4 separate regions of the Mus musculus genome follow, and all the other regions are linked to region 3. Evidence: chromatin contacts called from public HiChIP or PLAC-seq, Micro-C and capture Hi-C data. All regions are on one chromosome and are shown on one strand. Each heading gives the region's core, a stretch centred on a gene start, on an enhancer-like site or on the middle of the called end of the contact. The rest is flanking DNA. Distances are from core to core; before and after follow the strand shown.

Evidence for each region. Hi-C and Micro-C count contacts between places; a contact is called where the count stands out from the background. HiChIP or PLAC-seq counts read pairs in DNA pulled down with a chosen protein or histone mark. Capture Hi-C pulls out chosen DNA fragments and counts their contacts.
Region 1: a capture Hi-C map of embryonic stem cells shows a contact between it and region 3, with 6 times the contacts expected there. The contact joins the promoter of Slc22a16 here to the promoter of Ak9 in region 3. A contact is called at or near these places in 4 of 39 promoter capture datasets (3T3-L1-derived adipocytes, cranial neural crest, embryonic stem cells and 1 more), 6 of 115 datasets of contacts at active chromatin or transcription factors (astrocytes, embryonic stem cells, large pre-B cells and 1 more) and 2 of 9 other capture datasets (adipose tissue and embryonic stem cells).
Region 2: a Micro-C map of embryonic stem cells shows a contact between it and region 3, with 3 times the contacts expected there. The contact joins the enhancer-like site here to the promoter of Ak9 in region 3. A contact is called at or near these places in 2 of 39 promoter capture datasets (embryonic stem cells and liver), 7 of 484 Hi-C or Micro-C datasets (CD4 T cells, embryonic stem cells, neutrophils and 2 more) and 1 of 115 datasets of contacts at active chromatin or transcription factors (stem cell-derived neural progenitor cells).
Region 4: an H3K4me3 HiChIP or PLAC-seq map of forebrain shows a contact between it and region 3, with 4 times the contacts expected there. The contact joins the enhancer-like site here to the promoter of Ak9 in region 3. A contact is called at or near these places in 2 of 39 promoter capture datasets (cranial neural crest and stem cell-derived epiblast-like cells), 1 of 484 Hi-C or Micro-C datasets (cortical neurons) and 4 of 115 datasets of contacts at active chromatin or transcription factors (embryonic forebrain, embryonic stem cells and forebrain).

Annotation. Positions count from the first base shown.
Region 1 is chr10:40,567,541-40,572,956 of GRCm38.p6, reverse strand. Slc22a16 (solute carrier family 22 (organic cation transporter), member 16) reads right to left here and starts at 2,595. Exons shown (of 8, transcript NM_027572.1): 1 at 2,436-2,595. The coding sequence starts at 2,488.
Region 2 is chr10:41,827,872-41,833,157 of GRCm38.p6, reverse strand. The region is part of intron 1 of Sesn1 (sestrin 1); the gene reads right to left. Among named protein-coding and RNA genes, the nearest start is that of Sesn1, 20 kb to the right of the region's middle. Within about 2 kb of position 2,492, at least 24 of the 459 cell types and tissues checked have an H3K27ac peak or open chromatin away from gene starts, as enhancers often do. A contact at or near this core is called in embryonic stem cells, regulatory T cells and uterus, where this site is marked.
Region 3 is chr10:41,300,204-41,305,855 of GRCm38.p6, reverse strand. It overlaps Ak9 (adenylate kinase 9), which reads right to left and starts at 1,922. Exons shown (of 40, transcript NM_001370813.1): 1 at 1,851-1,922. It overlaps Fig4 (FIG4 phosphoinositide 5-phosphatase), which reads left to right and starts at 2,615. Exons shown (of 23, transcript NM_133999.1): 1 at 2,615-2,869. The coding sequence starts at 2,804.
Region 4 is chr10:40,602,118-40,607,284 of GRCm38.p6, reverse strand. It overlaps Slc22a16 (solute carrier family 22 (organic cation transporter), member 16), which reads right to left. Exons shown (of 8, transcript NM_027572.1): 8 at 3,153-3,767. The coding sequence ends at 3,339. Among named protein-coding and RNA genes, the nearest start is that of Ddo, 25 kb to the left of the region's middle. Within about 2 kb of position 2,069, at least 7 of the 459 cell types and tissues checked have an H3K27ac peak or open chromatin away from gene starts, as enhancers often do. A contact at or near this core is called in cortical neurons and forebrain, where this site is marked.

The sequences.
Region 1 (5,416 bases), core at 1,346-3,845, 730 kb after region 3:
GAATCCAGTGGTATTAAGTTTTTACTCAAAAAGCTGCAGTATACAGTCAAGTGTGAGTCATTTGGAAAAATGAAGTCTCAACTGAGAAAATGCCATCATTTTGGCCTGTTGTAGGCATGTCTATGGTGAGTTTTCTTAACTTGACTGATATGGGAGAGCCCCATTCAGTGCTACCCCTGGGCAGGTGGTCTTGGGGCTATATAAGAAAGCAGGTTGAGCAAGCCATGTAAGAGCAAGCCAGGAGTGGAACCCCTCCATGGGCTCTGCTCCAATTCAGTTCCTGTCTCTGGGTTCCGGCCTTGAGTTTTTGGCTTCCCTCAGTGGACTATGACCCAAGCAAGATATGGAAGCCAAATAAAGCCATTCCTGCCACGCCTGCCGCACAAACACAAGGACCTGAACTCAGATCCCCAGCTCCCATTTGGTAAGCCAGGTGAGCCAGCAGGTACCTGTATTATCAGTGTTGGCAGGGTGAACCGAGGATCCCTGAGGCTGTACTGGCCATGCCTAGCCTCTGAGTGAGCTCCAGATTCTGTGAGAGACCCTAACCTGAAAAGTATGAAGGAGGAGCTGGAGAGATGGCGAGATGGTTAAGAGCTCTTACTGACATACAAAAAGACCAGAGTTCTCTGTCTCACTACCCACATAGAGCTAGCAAATGCCATTAACTCAAGCTCCAAAGGAATATGACAGCCACTCTGGCCTTGTTGTACATACACACACACACACACACACACAAAGCACACACACACACAAAGCACACATGCACATATACATATAAATAAGTTTAATTAAAATTTTAAAATAATAAAATGGAGAGCAACCCAGGAGGACACCCAACAGCTGACCTTTGGCTTCCACATGCCCATGCGTATTCACACACAAAATAAAGTTAACTCAAAATCAACAGAAGGACCGACTAGAGCAGAGGGAGAAAACAGGAGGTGGTATCTATCAGGCTGACCTCACTTTCTGCTGTGAGCATTTGGCCCTTCCCTCCTGCAAGCTGCTCCCCAGGTCCACCCCCTGCAACCCGCTCACCATCATGGAGCAAGCCTGGGGACAGCAGCATGGTGCCTGAGTAACCCAGTGGTACAGATTCCATGCCCAGCTGTCTCCCACTGGAATCCAGACTGGCCTAGGACTCACTGTGGAGGCCAGACTGGCCTCAAGCACTCAGCAGTCCCTGCCTCCATCTCCCAAGGGCTGGGATTATAAGTACCAGCCACCATGCCTGGCTACTGAGTGGTTTTTAACCTCAAACTGTAACTAAACACTAACTTCTATGATTGCTTTAATTAGCTCCCTGAACACAAGGAGAAAATGAGACATTATTACCATCTGCCATGTAGGTGAGTGTCTGTAGAAACCTCGGGTAACCTTTTCTTTTTATTGTTTCTTTTCTTTTTATTTTTAACCTTTTTAAAGATTTTTTAGCCTTTATTTTTTATGTGAACGGGTATCCATGTGAGTCTGTACCCATGCATGTTGGATTCCCTGGGATCTGAGTTACAGACGGTTGTGAGCTGCCGTGGTGAGCTGCCGTGTGGGTGCTTGGAATTGAGCCTAGGTCTTCTGGAAGAGCAACCAGTGCTCTTAACCCCTGAGCCATCTCTCCAGCTCCCAACCCCGCCCCCCACTTTTAAGTGGTATCTTCCTATGTAGCTTAGGCTGGCCAGGAGCTTTCTGTCACCTTCCCAGAACTAGGGCTACATATGCGGACCACTTCTAACTGCAACATGTATTTCTACAGTTATTTGTAAGCATCTAAGGTACATTGTTCACCCAGTTTTTCAGATGGTGTGGTGGTAAATGAAACATTCAGGCCCATTATAGTTCCTATGTGAGAGCTGATCCTTCACCCCCACGTTAGTCTGCTATGGGTCTTCTATGAGCACACTGCCTCCATTTCCCAGTCATTCAGACATGGACTCCAACTTGCCTTTTGCAGTGACCATGAAATTAAGGGATGCATGCATACGTTGGGTATCTATATGAAAGCAAAGGCTAACCATCAGCCAGGAAAACCTGCCAGGCCCAAAGGGAAAGCACTCTAGGGTACATATAGGTATTCATCCTGGACAGTGGAAAAGAACACGGTTGGGCTGGGGGGTTTTCTACACCTGGGACCGTGCCTTCCAATAGTGTTTTTTTCCCCCAGTTGGTGGTCCAGAGAGCACACCAAGTCCCAACTGACCCGAAGGGGTGCGAATACTGCCTGCACCTGCCAAGTCCAAGCAGAGTCCGGCGCCTCCTGTGGCCAATGGACAAAAGGACAAGCCAGGTCATGGGTTGTTGGCCAGACTTGTGCATGCATTGGGCAAATAGGGGGTTGAGAAGCTGTGGAACCTATCCCAACCGACAGAAACAGACACCTCAGCGCCCCGATCACGTGCCACCCGACTCTGGCTCCATGTCCTGTTCTGTCTCCCTACCTGCCGAAGTGTCCTATGTGGTCAAAAATCAGCTCCACGTTGCAGGACTCCATGTCCGGGTGGCAGTGCTGAGCGCCCTGGACTTGGAGCACCGCACCCGACCCGCCTCACCTGCCCGTGGCCTTGGGTGCCCCTGCTGGGGAGGCCGCCCTCCTTCCTTCCCAGCAGTCCAAGCGTCTCAGGGATGCCACGTGAGGCACATCCTGCTGCTCCATTGCACGTGCGTCAACTCCTGCTGGATGCTTTCCCACCCTCTCCATCCTGCTCCCATGACCCCACAACTCAGGGAGGCGTCAACACTTCTAGGAAGTTTAGGAAATGCAGAGCCCCTGGCTTGGTCTGGGGACTTCAAAAGCACCCCATCTTCAGCAGGACACGCCTTTGCTCCCTAAACTTTCATGCTTAGGAATCCACTGTGTGGTGGGTTTTAAGTACACATTTATTATTCCACTCCCAGAGATTCAGCGGACCTGAAGTGAAATCAGGAATGATTTTGTTATTGTTTCATGGAGTGGGGATGGGCGGGGGGGGGGGGGGGGGTTGTAGGTCTATTTATGTATCTATGTTGTTTTGTTTTGTTTTGTTTTGTTTTGTTTTGTTTTGTTTTGTTTTGTTTTGTGATAGTGTCTAGCTATGTAGCCGAGGTAGCCTGGTCCAACCCAAGAGCTTCCTGCCTCTGCCTGCTGCGCCCACCTCTCATCCTCCAACTCTGGCCTCCACAGGCACCGCACTTAGGAGCACGAATTCAGGCATAACACATACACGATTTCAAAAGAAAAGGAACTTTGTCACAGTATATTTCTCTGCCCACCCCCATGCTTTTCTTCTTCTTCAAACAGCACTTCTTTTAAAAATATACCTTTTTTATTAATTGAGAATTTTATATATGCATAAAATGTATTTTGATTATATTCATCCCCTTCTCCTCCCCCTAATTCCTCCAGGTCCACCTCCCCATCCACCTCTAATTTGTCCAATTAGTGCCCCCCCACACACACACACACAAAGAAAGAAACAAACAAACAAAAAACCACTAGTCAAATTTGCACTGCCCATAGGTAGTAATCAGCCTTCCCAGAGGTCAACAACTCTCCCTCACTCCTCAGTCAGGGCTCTAAACTGAAGAGCTCCGCCCACCGCATGCTGAAGTGTTTTCTAGCTTGATCTTAAGCAGGTCTTGTACAGGAATCACAGCCGCGGTTGAGTTGCAGAGTATGATGGTCTTGCCACACCCAGAAGATGCTGCTTTTGATACCGTCTTCCCTGACCTCTGCCTCTTAGAATATCTCCCCCTCTCCTCCCCTCTCCTCCCCTCTCCTCTCATCTCTCCCTCTCCTTCCTCTCTCCCTTCCTCTCTCCCTCTCCCACTCCCCTCCCCCCATCCTCCCTCTCTCCCCCTCTGACTCTTCTGTATACTTCTCCATCACTATCTCCACCCTTTTTTTTTAATCATTCCATTCATTTACATGTCAAATGATATCCCACTTCCTGGTTACCACACCACCAATCCCCCATCCCACATCTGCCCTCCTCCTCCCCCTTGCCTGTATGAGAGTGCTCCTCCACTCACCCACACTCTCCTGCTCCACCACTCCAGCATTCCCCTATGCTGGGGCATCAAACCTCCCCAAAACCAAGGGCCTCCCCTTCCGTTGCTGTCAGGCAAGGCCATCCTCTGCTACATTTGCATCTGGAGCCAAGTATATCTCCAGGTATACTCCTTGGTTGGTGGTGTAGTCTCTGGGAGAACTGTGTGGTCAGGCCAGTCTGTACTGTTTTTCCAATGGAGTTGCAAACCCCCTCCAGTCCTTCCTCCAGCTCCCCCATCAGGTTCTCTGAGCTCAGTCTGATGGTTGGCTCCAAGCATCCACACCTGCATTTGTCAGTTGCTGGCCAGACCTCCCCAGTAAACACCTCACTAGGTTCCTGTCAGCAAGTGCCTCTTGACCACGGCAACAGTGTCTGGTTTGGTGTCTGCAGACATGATAGATCTCCAGGTGGGGCAGTCCCTGGTTGGGCCTTCTTCAGTCTCTGCTCCATTTTTTTGTCCCTGCTCTTCCTTTGGACAGGAACATTTCTGGGTTAAAATTTTTGAGATGGGTGAGTGGCCCCATCCCTTGACCAGGGGTCGTGCCTATCTACTGGAGGTGGTCTCAACAGGTTCTATTTCCCCCTTCTCTGCACATTTCAGCTAAAGTCAATCCTCTTGGGTCCTGGGGTGACTCCAGTGGCTACCCCCAGTTCCTTATGCCCCCCGACACATATTTTTGTTCAACTTCCTGACCCTCTGTGCCTCTCTCACATCTCCTCAGGTTCCTGATCCTGCCCCCTTATTTCCTTCCTGTCCTCTCTCCCTCCCAGGTCCCCCTCTCCCTCCACCTCCCACAGTCATCCTGTTCACTTCTTCATGCAGGACTAAAGCATGGGCTTTCTTCCTTCTACACTCCATATGGTCCTAGGCAGTGTGAGCTTTTGAGCTAATATTCACTTATCAGTGAGTGCATACTATGTGTGTTCTGTGTCTGTGTTACCTCACTCAGTTCCATCCATTTGCCTGTGAATTTCATGTAGTCATTGTTTTTAATCATTGCTTAGTACTCCATTGTGTAAATGTACCACATTTTCTGTATCCATTCTTCTGTTGAGGGACATTTGGGTTGTTTCTAGCTTCTGAATATTATGAGTAAGGCTGCTATGAAAATAGTGGAGCATGTGTCCTTGATATATGTTAGAACATGTCTTGGGTATATGCCCAGGAATGGTATAGCTGGGTCCTCAGGTAGAACTATTTCCAATTTTCTTAGGAACTGCCAGACTGATTTCCAGAGTGGTTGTACCAGCTTGCAATCCCACCAACAATGGAGGAGTGTTCTTCTTTCTCCATATCCTCGCCAGCATCTGCTGTCACCTGAGTTTTTTTATCTTAGCCATTCTGACTGGTGTGAGGTGGAATCTCAGGGTTGTTTTGATTTGCATTTCCC
Region 2 (5,286 bases), core at 1,243-3,742, 530 kb before region 3:
CACAACTGCAGTCCTGGCCAAGATAGAGAGAGACTGAGGTTCAGAGAACTGAGTACCAGTCTTGGCTTTATAGTTCATGCCTGCTTGCTTCTTCTCCTCTTTAAAAACTGTTACAAAGTAAAAGGAGGCACAGGGCTAATGCCTTACAAAGATCAATATGCTATTATCTTTATGTTACTGACTGTAAAACAGAAGCTTGGGGTTGGGAGAAGAGAATAGGTTGGCAGAGAGGCACAAAATTATAGAATTCCCAAAAATAATGTTTGAGAAAAAATATATATTTAAGTTGATTTAAAGACAATATAATGCATATATGAAACACAATGTAATGTTTATATATGTGGATGCATATATAATGTTTCTGTGTGTTAAAAAAAATAAAGTTGGATTGCCAGGTGGTGGTAGTATACACCTTTAATCCCAGCACTTGGGAGGCAGGGACAAGTAGATCTCTGTGAGTTCAAGGCCAGCTTGGTCTACAGAATAAGTTCCATAACAGCCAGGGCTACACAGAGAAAACCACCAGTCTTGAAAAAACAAACAAACACAAGCCCAGAAAGCAAATACAACCAATCTAAACAAAACAAAACATTAAAACCTTTTTAACTTAAAAAATAATTCCCCAAACAAGACAAACATCAACAAACTAAAACTTAGAGCACTAACTAGCTTGCCCCGTAGAGCGTTAGCAAGAGCCAGTGTGTGTGCACAGCAGTCTGGCAGGGGCAGCTCTGGACCGTGGCGTATTTGTCTGTCTCACATTACCAAGGCTGCAGCTGTGCTGTGCTCAGCTCTGTCCCACATTCTGGAATCAAATCTGAAACTTTCTGCCTGTGACCTGCATGCCTGGGAGACCTGCTGCTTAGCTAAGAAAAGTTCAGCCCCATGCAATGAGCATCCTCGTCAAGAGCAGCAAGCTGGTGCTTTCTCACGAAAGTGTACTTTTGCTGGCTTAAGGCTCTCACATTTCAATTGTAAAAAGTCTTCTCTAACAGTTTCAGGAAGTAAGTGTCCTGTGCATGTGGCAGCTCAGGTGGTCTGCTGCTGTTCTGAGGCAAGGTCTCAGGTAGCCCAAGCTGGCCTTGAATTCACCTAATGGCCCAGGATGCTCTTCAACTTCTGACCTTCCTTCCTGTACCCACCCCCAAGTGTTAGGATGTTGGGCATGTACCACCACACCCAACTTCTCAATTTTTTTATGGAGGGTACTCTTTGAAAAATTGATACACTTGGGTTTTCCCCCAAAAGTACATGCAAGAATACACTGTTTTCTCTGTAACTGATGGGTCACACAACATCCTAAAAAGCCAAAATCTTCAATTTGAACCATTAAGCTGTAGCCTCTCCCAGAACAAGTCTTGGCTTTGCTTCCTGGAAAACAAGAACAAGTCTCCTTTGGTAATCAGTTTGGGGCAGTTAAGACTGCCCACTACTCTCTGCAGAGAATGTGAGGTCCATTCTCAGATCCCATGTCAGCACACTCACAACCACTATACGCATGTGCACACAGACAGACAGACAGACAGATGTGCATGTGCACACACATATATATACATAGAGCGAGAGACAGGGATGGGGGAGAGAATGTTTGCTTTACTGGTTTCATGTTCTCATCTTCCCAGAAACTACTCTCCAAGGAGCACATATGCGTTGAGCCCAACTGTGTACCTGCCCAGCTGGATGGTCTAGTCAGATCATCTACCTCTCCAGCTCACGCTCCTTGTGTTGAGTGACTGGATAAAAGCAGCGAGTGCATGCCACAGGCCCAAGAACAGCATCTGGGGGGGGGGGCGAGTTAACTAGACTATGGGCTCTGAGGTCAGCAGTCTTCTCCACCTCTCTTCCACACAGATACCTGTGCAGGTACCTGGAACAGTCTGAGACAGTAAGTGAAAGAGGAGATCAATACTATCACCAGTTAAGCTTGGATATTTAAACTTGGAATTATCTCCTTTCTCCTTTCAGACTCCCTCTAAAAGAAGACAACTGAAAACACAAATGTTCTTAAGTTGTACACACATCTTCTCTTGAGGCCTACAGCATCAAAATTGATGACAAACTAGACTTGAGTTGAGTCAGAGTGCCACCTAGTGCTCACAGCAGCTAACTGCTGAGAACTCAGGAAATGTCCTTGGTGAACAAGGAGGCAGGCGGGCACAAAAATGTAAAGTGAGTGGAAAACTGTCATTAATGGCCAGAGTCTTCAAAAGAAAGGTAACTATAAGGAAAATCAGACATCTGCAGCTTTAGACGCTAGTACATGCGCGCATACATATGTACCATACTAGAGAAAACTTACTTCCGAGTACCCTAAAGTTCTACTTCCTGCAGAATCATTCTGTGAATAGAATCTGGTGCACAGCATTCCCCTTGTATCCTTGGCTTCTCTTTCTATGGCTTTATAATCGCTAGTCATGGTCAGCCATATCCAGAATCAACAATGCGTAAATTTTAAATCACGTGCTATTCTGAGAAGTGATCTCATACCATGCTGCCAGGCCTGTGATTTACTCTTTTCCAGAGTGTGCATGCCACATGCCACATACACTACCCACTCAGTATCTTTTTAGTGGCCACCTCAGTTTTCATAACAGCTGCTGGCTCCAATGTAAGGCTCGCAGTGAAGTAGTGCATACCCAGGAGCCCATAATGTCAAAACACCCAACTTGTTCAGCTCAGGCACCTTATCACTAGTATTGTTAGCATCTTCTGAATACTCACTGGTAGTACCATCTGAAATCTCAAAAAGGGAGAGTTCTAGAAGACATTAGAAGAGAGGAAAAACACATCCATATAGCTTTAATTACAACAAGTAGTTGTTCTGTTATTGTTGTAAACTTAGGTTTACATTGTAGGTACATGCTGAGGCAGGAAGATCAAAAGTTCAAGGTCAGCCTGGGCAACTTTGCAAGACTTTGCTTCAGATTCAAATTTAAAAATTGGGAGGTGGGAATGGTGGTACTTGTAATCCCAGCATGTGGGAAGTGAAAGCAGGAGTATAAGGAGTTCAAGGTCATCGTCAGCTATGTAGTGAGCTTAAGGCAAGCCCGGGCTACATGAGGCCTTGTCACAAACAAACAAATGGAGTGCAGCTTGGTGGAACAGTCCTTGCTCAGAATTCCTTAAGTGGCTGCCTAGTACTGTACAAAGCTAGGTTTGATGGTTCATAGTTATAATTCCAGCACTTGGGAGGCTGATGCAGGAGGACTGTTGTAAGTTCAAGTTTAAGGTCAGCCTGGGCTACATAGTAACTTCTAGACCAGCCCATGTTTGTCTCAAAAATACCAATTAAAATTTATAAACAGCAAATAAATTTGAAAATGGTTTAATTTTTGAACCATTGGGATGACTATACTAAAAATGACATGAGAAAATGTTTCTTATTAAAATTAGTATTCTCTATAATTGAAGGAAGGCCCTTACTTCAACATATTATATGTAGTGGGATAAAATTTTTCAAATTTCTATCAATTATATAATAATTTCTGGTGGTTCTGAAACAACTAAAGATGATAAAGATTAGGGCTTATAGCATAAAGAAATTATTTTACCTCCACCTTTCAGACATGACTAAGTTGATAGTAATACACAGCAGTGTTTTAGTTAGGGTTTCATCGTTGGGAAGAGACACCATTACCAAGGTAACTCTCATAAAGAAATATTGAATTGGGACTGGCTTACAGTTTTAGCGGTTCAGTGCATTACCATCATGGTGGGGGCAGGGCAGTGTGCAGACAGGCATGGTTCTGGAGGAGGAGCCGAGAAGGCTACATCTTGATCCGACGGCAGCCAGGAGAGGACTCTGGCTCACTCTGATCAGACTTAAGCATGTATGTGGGACCTCAAAGCCCCACCTCCACAGTAACACATTTCCTCTACCAAGGCCCTCTCCCAGTAAGGCCACATCTCCTAATAGTGCTACTTCCCAAAGGCCAAGCATATTCAGACCACCACAACCAGCTTCAATTTGAGAAGTCTATTGACTACAGAAATCTGATTGGTAAAATATTCAACCCCATTCTTTTTTTTTTTTTTTAACTTGAGGATGCTTATAAAAGTCTGAGAGTTTTTCATTCATTTTCACTACAGGTGAGACTTGATGTGTATCTCATTATATAGCCACCAAATGGTGACAGAAAGACATCTGCCATTTCCTGCCCTTTGGCCAAGAGCAGACTGGGAAGTTTCCCTGAACTACACAGGCATGAAGGAGAGCAATGTGTGTAGGGAGGCAATGAGGAAGAGGAAGATGATACCAGAGGCAGGTAGACCTCTCCTCCTGAGTCTTGGTGGACCCTAGCAAAGGAGGAGATAGGGCCTGAGTTCAGCATCCACTGGTGAAGATGGCAGAAAATTCTTTATCTGGAGATTGCTTACAAGTGTGGGAGGAGTCAGATCAGTACCATACTAACCCTTTGATATTACGCTCTTCATTAACTCCTCTCCACACACGTACGGTCAACTGTAGCTTTCTCCACAGCATGGAGGGAGAGCCCTTCCTCCCATGCCCTAGTCCCAGGAGAGGTTGTTACAGTAGGCTACTTTCAGACTGCCTCCCACTGATCCTGCCTTACGGTATTCTTCCCATGCCATTTGCCCTTCAGTAATCTGCTGACCTTGAGCAAGGGCTGGACCTCAGCAACAGCTTTGAGTGAAAAGATTATGACTAAAGTGAAGCTTTGTCTCCTTCCAGATTATGTTGTGAAAAACTGTAACTTGTATTTTGCTGATAGTCTCTAGCTCTTCTCACGTATTTCCTGATGAAACAATCGGAGAGGCCCACATGGTAGTCCCTGGCCAATTCCATAATTGAGACCCTCTCTATATCAGTTCTCAAGGAACAAAATCCTAACAGCAATTATGTGCACATGGAAGCAGACCATACTCTCCTGAGCCTTCACACAAGATTATAGCTTTTGCTAATTTGAGATCTTAGCTGCAGTACCATAAAAGACCTTCAAGGAGAGGTCCAGCTAAGCCATGCCATAGAAATCTCAAGATAACAAATATGTGTGGTTTCCAACCACCAAAAGCATTCTGGATCAGTAGGTTAAATTGAGTTGTTAAAGCTCTTCAAACTCGCCAGAGGGACTGCAGCTAGTGAGTGAGGGTGTTGCGCTTGGCTATGACCGGGTCTCCAGTTACCACCCAAGCCTGGATGCTACTTCTGCATTTGGTACAAGTGACACTTCCTTTGTAAGATTAGGTCCTTATCAGGTCAGAGACAAAGTCACTGTCTCCTACCCAGGGGCTGCTGTACCTTCTTCAACATCCGCAGGTATAGGG
Region 3 (5,652 bases), core at 673-3,172:
GTGTGTTGGACAGACCTCTCAAAGGTCCTGGTACAGCACTTTTTAGTATTGTACGGGATAGAGACAGCCAGTGTACTTCAAAACTAGAAAAATGCTTTGAGCCAAGAAACAGGAGAAGTGGATCTTATCCCCACCACCTTGTGGTTGACCTGGGCAATTGTGATTGATTTGGGAAATTTCTCACAGTTTTAGACTCTGGTGATAGCAGACTGGATTTGTTTGCTAGGAGAGATGGTTGTATCAAGGATCTCAGTCAAGGTTTTTCAAAACTAAAACGATTGTTATCAACTGGTCCCTTTCGGGCCCCACAAGTCCATGAGGAGTTGTACTGGCAGGGGAGGCAGGTTTGGTATGATAGAGTTGGGATTGCAAAGGTAATCTTAAACTCAGGATTCTCTGGGATGTATATTCATGCCATGACACAGGGATGGAAGCAGGGCAAGCAGCTTAGACTCACATTAGTTTTGACCAAGAGTAAGGAAGACCTAGAAATGTTAGAGATGGAGATGAGTGAGCGGTTAGAGACCTGGGGTTTTGCAGCTGACCTCATTAACTTCTCGAGTTACTGTCTTCAGGGACTGGTGATGGGCTGGGCTGGTGTGACCTTGGTGTGGGGACAGTGGGTGTGAGTGGTTACAGGGTGGAGTACAGCAGATCTCTCCTCATGCATGTCAGGCAACTTTTCTAGGTCACTGCTGGACTTTTGGATACCAGCATGTGGGCTCTGTCCATGAACTTCCTCCAGCTGCCACGTCCCCTCTGTTTGAGCTCAGGCAAATTGGAAGTTCCAAGACACCGAGCTCTGCCTAGCAGGCTTCAACCAGTAATACACGGGAGTTGGCGAGTAAACACAACGTCCCTCCCCGCCTGCTCCCCCGAAAGGGAATGGTTCCAAGGTATGTACTCCCCATTTCCCAGTGAGTTTAGCTGACAGAGAAGCTTGTGTGACAATACCCCCTTTTCCAAGAGCCCCTCCCTGCCCAGCTTCTGTTCCTGGGATCACCCTTATAGAAACAACTTGGCACATTTGTTTGTTATCAGTTTGGCTCCTGGGTGATGTAAACTAAGAAAATTCTCAAAGGGAAGTGCTCCATTGTAGTATAAAATAATAATGGAAAACAATATTTGAAAATCAGAACTATTTATTTTTAAAAAGTGACTTTCCTAAACCAAAATGCTCTGCAGATGTTTAGCTTGCATTGGGAAGAGCTGGTTTCCATTGTGAAATGGAAAAGTTAAAAGATGCAGTTCAAGATGGAGATAAGTGGATCTCTGGGGCTTGCTGGCTTAGCCTCTGGCTTACACGCACACGCACGTACCCCCCCACCCCCCCACCAGCATAAAATGCCATAACTGAGACTCCTGCCCTCTTTCTTTCTAGTTTCTCAATAAAAAAGATATATCAAACTGAAACAAAACCAATAATAGATAATAGATAATCATACTCTAAAAACCTTGTAACGTCCTGCCTTGAATCTACAGCAAACTTTAATATCCTCTTCAGCTATTTGTTTGTATTTTAATAATTACCTTTTTCTTTTCAGTATGAGAGCCCTCTAGCGGTGAATTCTGGAATATAGCGAGGGGTCCCTGTGAAACCTAGCACTTCCTGCCTGTGCTACTTTAGCGGCCACTGTTACCCTTTGGGGCAGGCAAGTCTTTAGTCCGCATTTGTGAGATAAATACCTTAGCTAAAAGGAGAACTGGTTTTGAAAAGTCGATTTATGAAGAGATCGTGGTTTAACTTTGCAAGAAAAGCAACTGGTGTGGGGTCCCCGCCGGAAGTGTACTTTCCTGCAACTGATGGCAAAATGCACCCAGAATGTGGACAATTCCCTGCCTCTGCTTACCTGTGGACCGGGGACGCGACAGCAGCTATCTTCTGAGGCTCTACTGAGGCTCTAGGTAGCTGTTAGGCGGTTGCCTTGGAAACCTGTGGGCGGCGTGCAGAGCCTCTTGGAGGGCGGGGCCTCGGGAGGTGGAGCTGTAATTCAAAGTGAATTCTTAAGCCTGTGTTTAAATGTAGTCATAATTATAAAACACCTTTCCCAAAGTGTAGAGGTGACCAACAGAGCGAGTGCATATATTACCTACTTATGCCCAGACAGCAAACGCGAAAACCTTATCTTAACTAGAACTGACTCTTAACAGCAGCGCGCTCGCCCTACACAGCACGGTCCCTTTTAGAATTCAGACCGTTAGCCTCACACATAAAATGTGCAAATACCAAAGGCGCCACATTTATGTAATTAAGAAAGATTTGTGGGCCATACAGCCACAATATTAACTTTATTGACTTTCGTGGAGATAAAATAGGCGACAAAACAGGGGAAAATCACAGGCATCCAGGAGACAGGTTTCGGGAAAATAAAGAGTATATAGGAAGAAACAGACCAATTACAACACGGAGAAACCGCTCCAAAAGGAGAACCCAATCATCTGATTTCTTTTCTTTAAAGGTCAACATAAGTCAGGTTCTTTTTCTTTCTTTCTTTTTTTTTTTTTTGCCTGCCCTTAAGAAAGATGGCACCCTTAGCGTCCGCCCTCAGCAACCCCGTGATCCTGTAGCCCCGCCCCTCCGGTTTGGGCTGGGCTGGTTGGGAGGCGGGGCTGAGGGAATCCGGAAGCAGCCGGCGAGCCCGCTGCTGAACGTTTGGTGTTCTGACACTGTTTTTGTCAGCTGTGTCTGGTGTGCTGGAGGTCTGCGGGGTCTCCTCGCTCTGTCTCCAGGGGGAACCCCGCCGCTGTCACGACCTGGGCCGCGGCCTGGTGCCCTGTGGCGGGGCCGCCATTGGCTGGAGCCATGCCCACGGCCGCTGCCCCCATCATCAGCTCGGTCCAGAAGCTGGTGCTGTATGAGACCAGAGCTGTGAGTACCCACAACGACGGGACGGGGCGGGAGGACTGCGCTGCGGGGATCGGGGCACCCTGTGGGGTCGTCGGGAAGAGGCAGCACCCCGTACTCCCTCCTCTCCTCCCAGCGCCGCTGCAGGCTCGGCCGCCAGGGCCATGCAGTCAAGCACTGGATGGTTTGCAGGTCTGTCTTGCTTAGGAACATGTGGCTGGCTGGAAGAAGTGCGTGCAGACAGGTGCTGTGGCACACAGGAACTGCACACAGCTTCTGAAAGAGTTCCTCTTTTCTGCTTTCCCATAATCTTGAAGTTCTTGAGTCCACTCCTTACAGTAAAGTCAGGGGGTATGAAAAAAAATGTGAACTTGGCCCAGGTAGCTTCTATTTTGCGATTTCATGGTATACTATCACCGTGATTGGTCTTAATCACATGCACTGTTTTGCTGGGATTCGAGGTTCTGTGACCCGGACGCATCTGTTAATAGTTCTCTGGCTTGCAGAGCGGTGCTAATAGAACTTATTTTTTTCTCATTTCTGTGCTTGGGAAACAAAGTTGCTATAGTGTGGTTTATCTGAATCTGGCCTTCACTATGATATTAGGGTGTGAGTATCTCGTTTGGTATATTCAGTGAACTGTGGCTAGTCTTCAATAGGAGAGTAAATAAACTGTCACATGGGAATTTTAGCCCACCGGTAAGCTGAGCATTCTGAGGCCCTGGCTGAGATGCTATTCTTTATAAAACAGAATTTCTTTTCCCACAAGTCTTCAGTGGCACCCATGAAAACTCGGTTGCTGAGGACGACAAACCCTGTTAGAAATTTTATTTAATTTAATTTATTTGTGTGTGTGTGTAGTGCATGTACATGTGTGTGGGTATGTGTGCCCACGTGGAGGAGTTTGGAGGCCAGGGGTTGACCCTAGATGTCTCTCATTAAATCTGGAGCTTCCCATATTGCTAGACTGGCTGGCCAATGAGTGTCCCTCGCCCAGGCTCTACCTGTCTATACGCCGCACCCCCAACCCTGGGGTCAGAGATGTGTTATTGTGTGGGGCTTTCAGTGGGCCCTGGGAATCTTTACCCACTAAACCAAGTTTCCACACCAGTGTTTTATTTTGATGAAATTTAACTTAACTATATGTGTGTGTGTGTGTGAGAGAGAGAGAGAGGGAGAGAGTATAGGATAGTATCAAAATCATAATCTTCCTGTCTTGACCTCCCCAGTGCTAGATTTATAAACATGGGCAAGATTTTCTGACCCTTATTTTCAGTGTGTGTGTGTGTGTGTGTGCTTACTGCTTTTCATGTTCTTTGCTTGTTCCCAGGCCATGATGATATTTTGCTTTGTCTCACTGAAAAGATTCACAGTTTTAGCCTTTATGTTATCATGTTTTATATTAAATTCATTTATAATATAGTTAGGGCTACTATTGCTGTGATGAAACAAATATGACTAAAGAAACTTGGAGCCGGGCGTGGTGGCGCACGCCTTTAATCCCAGCACTCCGGAGGCAGAGGCAGGCGGATTTCTGAGTTCAAGGCCAGCCTGGTCTACAAAGTGAGCTCCAGGACAGCCAGGGCTATACAGAGAAACCCTGTCTCGAAAAACCAAAAAAAAAAAAAAAAAAAAAGAAACTTGGGAAAGAATTTATTCAGCTTATACACCCACATCATTGCCCATTACTGAAGGAAGTCAGGACAGGAACCCAAACAGGGCAGGAACATGGAGGCAGGACTGATGCAGAGGTCATGGATGGGTGATGCTTACTGGCTTGCTCTTCAAGGCTTGCTAAGCCTGCTGTCTTATAGACTCCAGGAGCCATCAGCTCAAGGATAACACCATCCACAGCAGGCTGAGCCCTCCCCCATCTATCACTAGTTAGAAAGTGTCCTACGTCTGGATTTTATGGAGGCATTTTCTCAACTGAGGTTCCTTCCATTCATATGACTCTAGCTTGTGTCAAGTTGATATAAAACTTGCCAGGACAACTAATGCAGGTCTTACGTGACTTACCTATTGCAACAAGTTACCCCCCAGGTTAGTGGATCTAGATAGTAATTTCAGTAGACTGAGAGTCTGATCGGATCTGCCTGAAGGTCTCAGAAGTTACAGTTGAAATGTCACCTGTGGTGCAGTCACCTGGAGGCTTAGATGCCAAGGACCAGCCTCAGCCTGGAGACGGGTTCTGAGAGAAGGGGTGTCTGGAAGCAGTGAAAAGAAGGACAAGAGAAAGTCAGATTGTGGATCCAAGTTGTGTTCTGCTTGATCCAGTTTTCCAGGCTGCTGTGTTCCGCTTTCTCCCTGGAGATCTCTTTGTCTATATTCTAAGAGACCTCTCTGTCCATGCTCTTCTTGCTTGTGTGTGTGTGTCTCCATCCGTCTTTCACTCTGTCTCTCTCTGTATGTGTGTCTATATATTTATCTGTTCTCCAAGCAGTTCTTTTTATCCTAAATTCTCTGGATAGCTCATCTCCTGTAGAACACAAAGTCCAGTCTTATTTTACATAGCAATCCAGTCATTTACTCTAATTCTTAAGAGACAGCAAGCATACATTTTTTTCCCCTAATGTAGCAAAAGAATTCAGAGATCTGTCTGCCTTTGTTAAGCACAAAAGATCTAGTTGGGTGGGACCTTGCCCTGAAATTACAATTTCTACCACTCGTGGGCCTAACCTTGCTCTGTCTGACCTTGAACTTGCTCTGCCTGCCTTTGTATCTCTCTGACAAGCTGGCTCATAGTGTACCTGCCTTTGGTCTTTAGATTCATGAAACCCCTCATACTTCATATTGTATCCTTATAT
Region 4 (5,167 bases), core at 820-3,319, 700 kb after region 3:
ATTGGTGTCTATAAACATATAAACTTTCACAGGTAATATACATTTCTGCAGTAACATATGTATGGAATTGCAGTGTGCACAATTAACTAATGATGTTTTTTTTTGTTTTGTTTTTTGTTGCTTTTTTGTTTGTTTGCTTTCTGTATGAGCAGGTAACACAACTGCCTTTCTCTTATAAGTTAGCTTGGATATATAACCAAGCTAATAAATTTTTATCCATGCCATGTCTTGTTTTTTGTTTGTTTGGTTTGGTTTGGGTTTTGGGGGTTTGAGGGGGGGTTGTTTGGTTGGTTGGTTTTTTGTTTTGGGGGGGTTGGGTGTTTTTGTTTTTGTTTTTGTTTTATTTTTGAGACAGGGTTTCTCTGTGTAGCTTTGGCTTTGTAGACCAGGCTGGCCTTGAACTCACAGAGATCCACCTACCTCTGCCTCCCAAGTGGTGGGATTAAATGTTGGGTCACCACTGCCCAGTGCCGCCCCCTGCCCATGGATAAGTCTTGATGACCATGTAGCCAACAAGATTTTTTGGCTATGCTTTGTTGAAGTTTTAACTAAAGACATTTCACGTCTTAGCCAGTCTCAGAGCTGTTCCCAAGTAGAGGGACCAACAATAGTTACCTGTTTTGTTGGTCTTCATGATTTCTTTCTTTCTGACTGCAGTCACAATCTTTAGGAGGTCTCAGTTGGTCTAATCTGATTTTTATTCATTTTGAAGGAATCCATAGATTTTCCTGATGAAATAAGAGTATATTCTCTTCCCCAATGCAACACATTCCCTGCCTCCCATTCTGAGGTTACCACATGTTTATGCTGATCTAATTCAGCAGTCCAGTGCTTCTCAGCAGCTGTGTTATAAAGCATTATTTAATCTATCTGTGGGACATTCCATAGTCCCCTTCTGTTCTGTGAGCATTTCCTTTAAAGTCCTGTTAGATCTCTCCATAACTGTTTGACCTGTAGGATTATAAGATACATCTGTAACATTTTTTATGCCATATGTCTGAAAAGTTGTTGTATTCTAAAGGATACACATTTTGACATATCATCAGGTTCAATCTGTAAAGACATTTTCCAAGAAAGCCATCGCCTCTAATAAATGTGCAGTCTCAGAATCAGCCTTTTCAGAACTCAGAGCAGAATCATTCTGATATTCTGAGTATCAACTTTATGATACATTAACATATGTACATATATTAATTATCCAATGTCTACAAAACATGTAATCTAGTGTATGTCACTGCTCTAAGGTAGCATCATTAAGGAGAATCTAGATCCTTAACTAGGATATTGTATCTCTATGGGCTGCTCATCTACTTCCTCAAGCCTGTGTGGATTTTTCTCATCTGGAACTATCTTTTCTGCTGTCACTGTAGGATCCAGGTTGAGTTCTTCTCAAGATCTGTGATTCTGATTTAAAGAATCCTCTCACCTCTGTACTATGGCCTGTAACTAGTGTTCCATCTCTCAGTCCTCTCCTGATCTAAGTCTGCATTATTTTGATCTTCCTTTAAAGGGATATATAAAATTGTACCACTACTGAACATATAAGTATTTTTATGTTGACAGTCAAAACAAAACTATATGGGGTCCAAATGCCTTCTTCTATCGTGTTTTCCATATTTTTGCATGGAAAATATTTCCTTTTTTAATCTCTCTAAGTTTCTCCTTCCTCTGGAGATTTCAGTTTATTTTTCTCTCTCTTTGTTTTAGAGACTTATCTTCCAGGTGTATTTATTTATTTCTCTCTTAATGCTTTCTAAGCTTAATATTGTTTCCTGTACATAAGTTTTCTTAAACTCTTTTCCATCTTTATGTGGCTGTTCTTTTTAAGTTATTTTTCTCTTTATGAACTTCATTTTGTTAATTTCAAACTATTTATTTGTCTATGATGTTTTATACCCAGTCTCTCTCTCTCTCTCTTTTAATTTAGCATTCAAGCACAAATCTGATTTCTTCTGTGTGTTCCGTCTCCCTCTGCTGTTTAGGTTAGGACACTGCAGTGATTAGTTCTGCCCCTGTCTTTCCACTCACAGGGAGAGGTAGAAACTGCAGCATCTGTGTTTGGGGACCTCTCTGGGCTGCCATGCATTCTGCCATCTGTCTTGAGCTCTCATGCCACTCTGCTACACTGGGCTGAGTTGGTGTTTGCCAGGTCATGGCAAGCCTAATCCTCTGATCTGGGGCTCCCGGTTGCCAGAGGCTTCTGTTATCCCCATCAGCCTTGTGATCCTCCCAGCTCTGGGGCACTGCTCTCCCGATGCCTGGCCCCTCCCCATCAGCAGGCTTTTCCCACTTTGCACAGATGCTTTGGGAGAAACGCAGTGCAGCCCTGGAACCCACCAGCTGTGTTAGCTCGTGGCTAACCTTAGAGCTGCACATGAATCTGGGATGCTAGTATGTGCTGAAGGCAGGCTTGTCCCAGAGCTGTTGCTAGGAAACCATTACAAGTCGCTGCCTCCTGGGTGCTAGTGCTAATCTTCAGGCACAGGAGTTCATCCCTTGGCAGGTCCTGTGTCTATCTAGGAACCTGCTCTGTTCCTGGGGAGTGCTTGTTCTCTTGCCTTTCACCAGGCTTGGATTCTATGCCCCCATGTTGGGTGCCAAATAAACACAGTAATTAAGGATGTAAGGCTTGTCTGTTCCTGTTCTAACCCATTTTAGCTCCCAAATACTTGACACAGAACCCTATGATTAACAAGCTTTAAGCACTATGACTAGCAGATATTCATCTACTCTAACCCTCTCAGCTACCTGTTTCCCACTCACACAGCCCTTTACCTTCAATCTGAGTCTCACCTTGGCTTATTCTGTTCCATGTGTGTCCTCATGGCAAATCCCTTGGTGACATGCTCATCATGACTCCTCCTGGACCCTCTGCCTCAACCCCAGCTCTCCACATGGTCTCTCTACCTCTTCTCTTTCCCCGTGGTCCTTCTCCTACTTCTCTCTTCCTGGGACCCTGGTCCTGGCCCTGCCTTCTCTGCGCAGTTATGGACCGATTAGTTTTTTATTAACAAATCAGAGAAAATTGGGGAGCAGTCTTTATACAACATTGATACAGGAGATGATTTAGTAATCAAGACAATCCCACGGTCTGTACTGTAACCAAATCTCTGGGCAAAGAAATCAACATCTGAATACACAGTGCACAAAGCCATTCTCCAACACATACTGGTTTTATTTCATTTACTTTTACAAAACAGTGTTTAATACTTTCTCACATTTTTTATGCAGATACATAAGTAACATGTGGAAAGGAAGAATAACACCTCTCTAACACAAAGTAACTGATGCCAACATCCTGGGTGCTGGGCACCATGGAAGATATTTATTTATCACCATCAGAATCCCCCCAGGTTACTCACTTTCATGTTTTCTATCTCATTTTCCATCTCAGTGTTCTTTTCAGGAGGGGCTCTGCCTGAACCCCCACTCTCATCTTCAAGAGAAGCTCTGCCTGAAGCACCCCTCTCAGTCACAGGAGGGGCTATGCCTGCACCCCACTTCCCAGCATCAGGAGGGACTCTGCCTGAACCCCACTTCTCAGCATCAGGAGAGGCTCTGCTTAAACCCCACCTCTCAGCAAAAGAAAGGGCTCTGCTTGAATCCCATCTCTCAAAACTATCAGGAGGGCCTTCGCCTAAACTATCCTTGTTTTCTGGCACCTGCTGTTCAGTCGTCTCCCAAGTAGATTTCATTGGTGTGTCCTGGGTTTCTGGAAGCTTCAATGACAACAATCCACTCAGTATGGCCAGGATCCCAAATAAAATCTAGACAATATGTTAAATAAACATATAGATAAATAAATAGATAAATAAATAAATAAATAAATAAATAGCAATAACAGTTACACACAAAAAAAGAAATGTGACTTTCAGAGAATAAGAAGTACCGGACCTGATTCAGACAGCAACAGAGTTGGGACTGACATTAGACGTTAATGTGTTTGCTGAGGTCTTTAGGTGCCTGTGTTAGGCTGGGAGTTCACTTTAGCATCATTGGAGCTTAATCTCCATTCATTCATTCATTCACAAACCACTGAGAAGCATCTGGCGGAGAGGAAGAGCCAGCTCCTGCTTGCATTACTTCCCTTGCAAACTCTGCCCTGGGAACTATGGCAAAGGGAATGGGGTCTGGGGGTGGGGGCGGGAGCGGGGGTGGGGGAGTCTTGCATCTTTTTCTAGATGCCAGAATCTATAGAAGCCAGGCTCGAGTTAAGTCAACCCTGAACACTCGTCAGGAACTAGTACACTGCACCATCCATTGTCATGGAGTCTCTGACCCCTGGGACAAGATCACAGACTCAATCCAACTATAAGTAAAGGATTTATTGATTACTGCTAGCAGGACAACAATCTCTGGGCCAAGCTGAAGATTGCCATGAGAAGGGGAGTGAGGGAGGGATTTTTAAAGCCAAAAACCATTAAAACCTTGAACATCTGCACAAGGAAGCCAAGAGATGTTTTGCTCTGCCAAGATTAGGTAGTCAAGGTGACCTGAAAGCTTGCATAGGCAGGTTACAGAGCCAGAATGCAGTCTGTTGTAACATAAACAACAAGATGATCATGGCTTTACATTTCTGAGTGGAAAGTAGATGAGTGGGGGGGGGGGGGGGGACCTGGGAACTTATCTTCCAGGGACTGGAGTCAGAGACAAATGACTGGTGGATACCAAAATGGATCTCTATCATAAAAATGGAATCTTTGTAGCCATCATATCCGTTAATGATGAGGAAGAGGAACAAATAAATAAATGAAACTTCTAATGAGTTGGAACCTACAGAAATTAAGGGAAACAAAGACAGTGAGAATTCATTGCTGTGTGGCATGGCGAAGACCTGTGGATCTCACTTCCTATAAAAGTTCATAAGATCTCACTATGCAGCTTAGGCTAAGCATAAATTCACAACCCTCCTACTTCAGCCTCCAGAATATTGGGGTCCTTACCATGCCATGCGGCAATAATTGCCAGCCAGGTAGTAGACAAGTCCCCAATTCTTCATCCTACCACTCTGACCAGCTCTCCTCAGCCTACAAACCTCAAAAACACCACAGCAGACCTCTGCCCTGCTACTCAGGCAAATCCCTCCCTTCTGGGAAGACTCTGGTCTCACCCCTCAGCCATCTTTGTCACTGTCCCCAGTAATCCTCTGTCCTTCCCACAACTCACT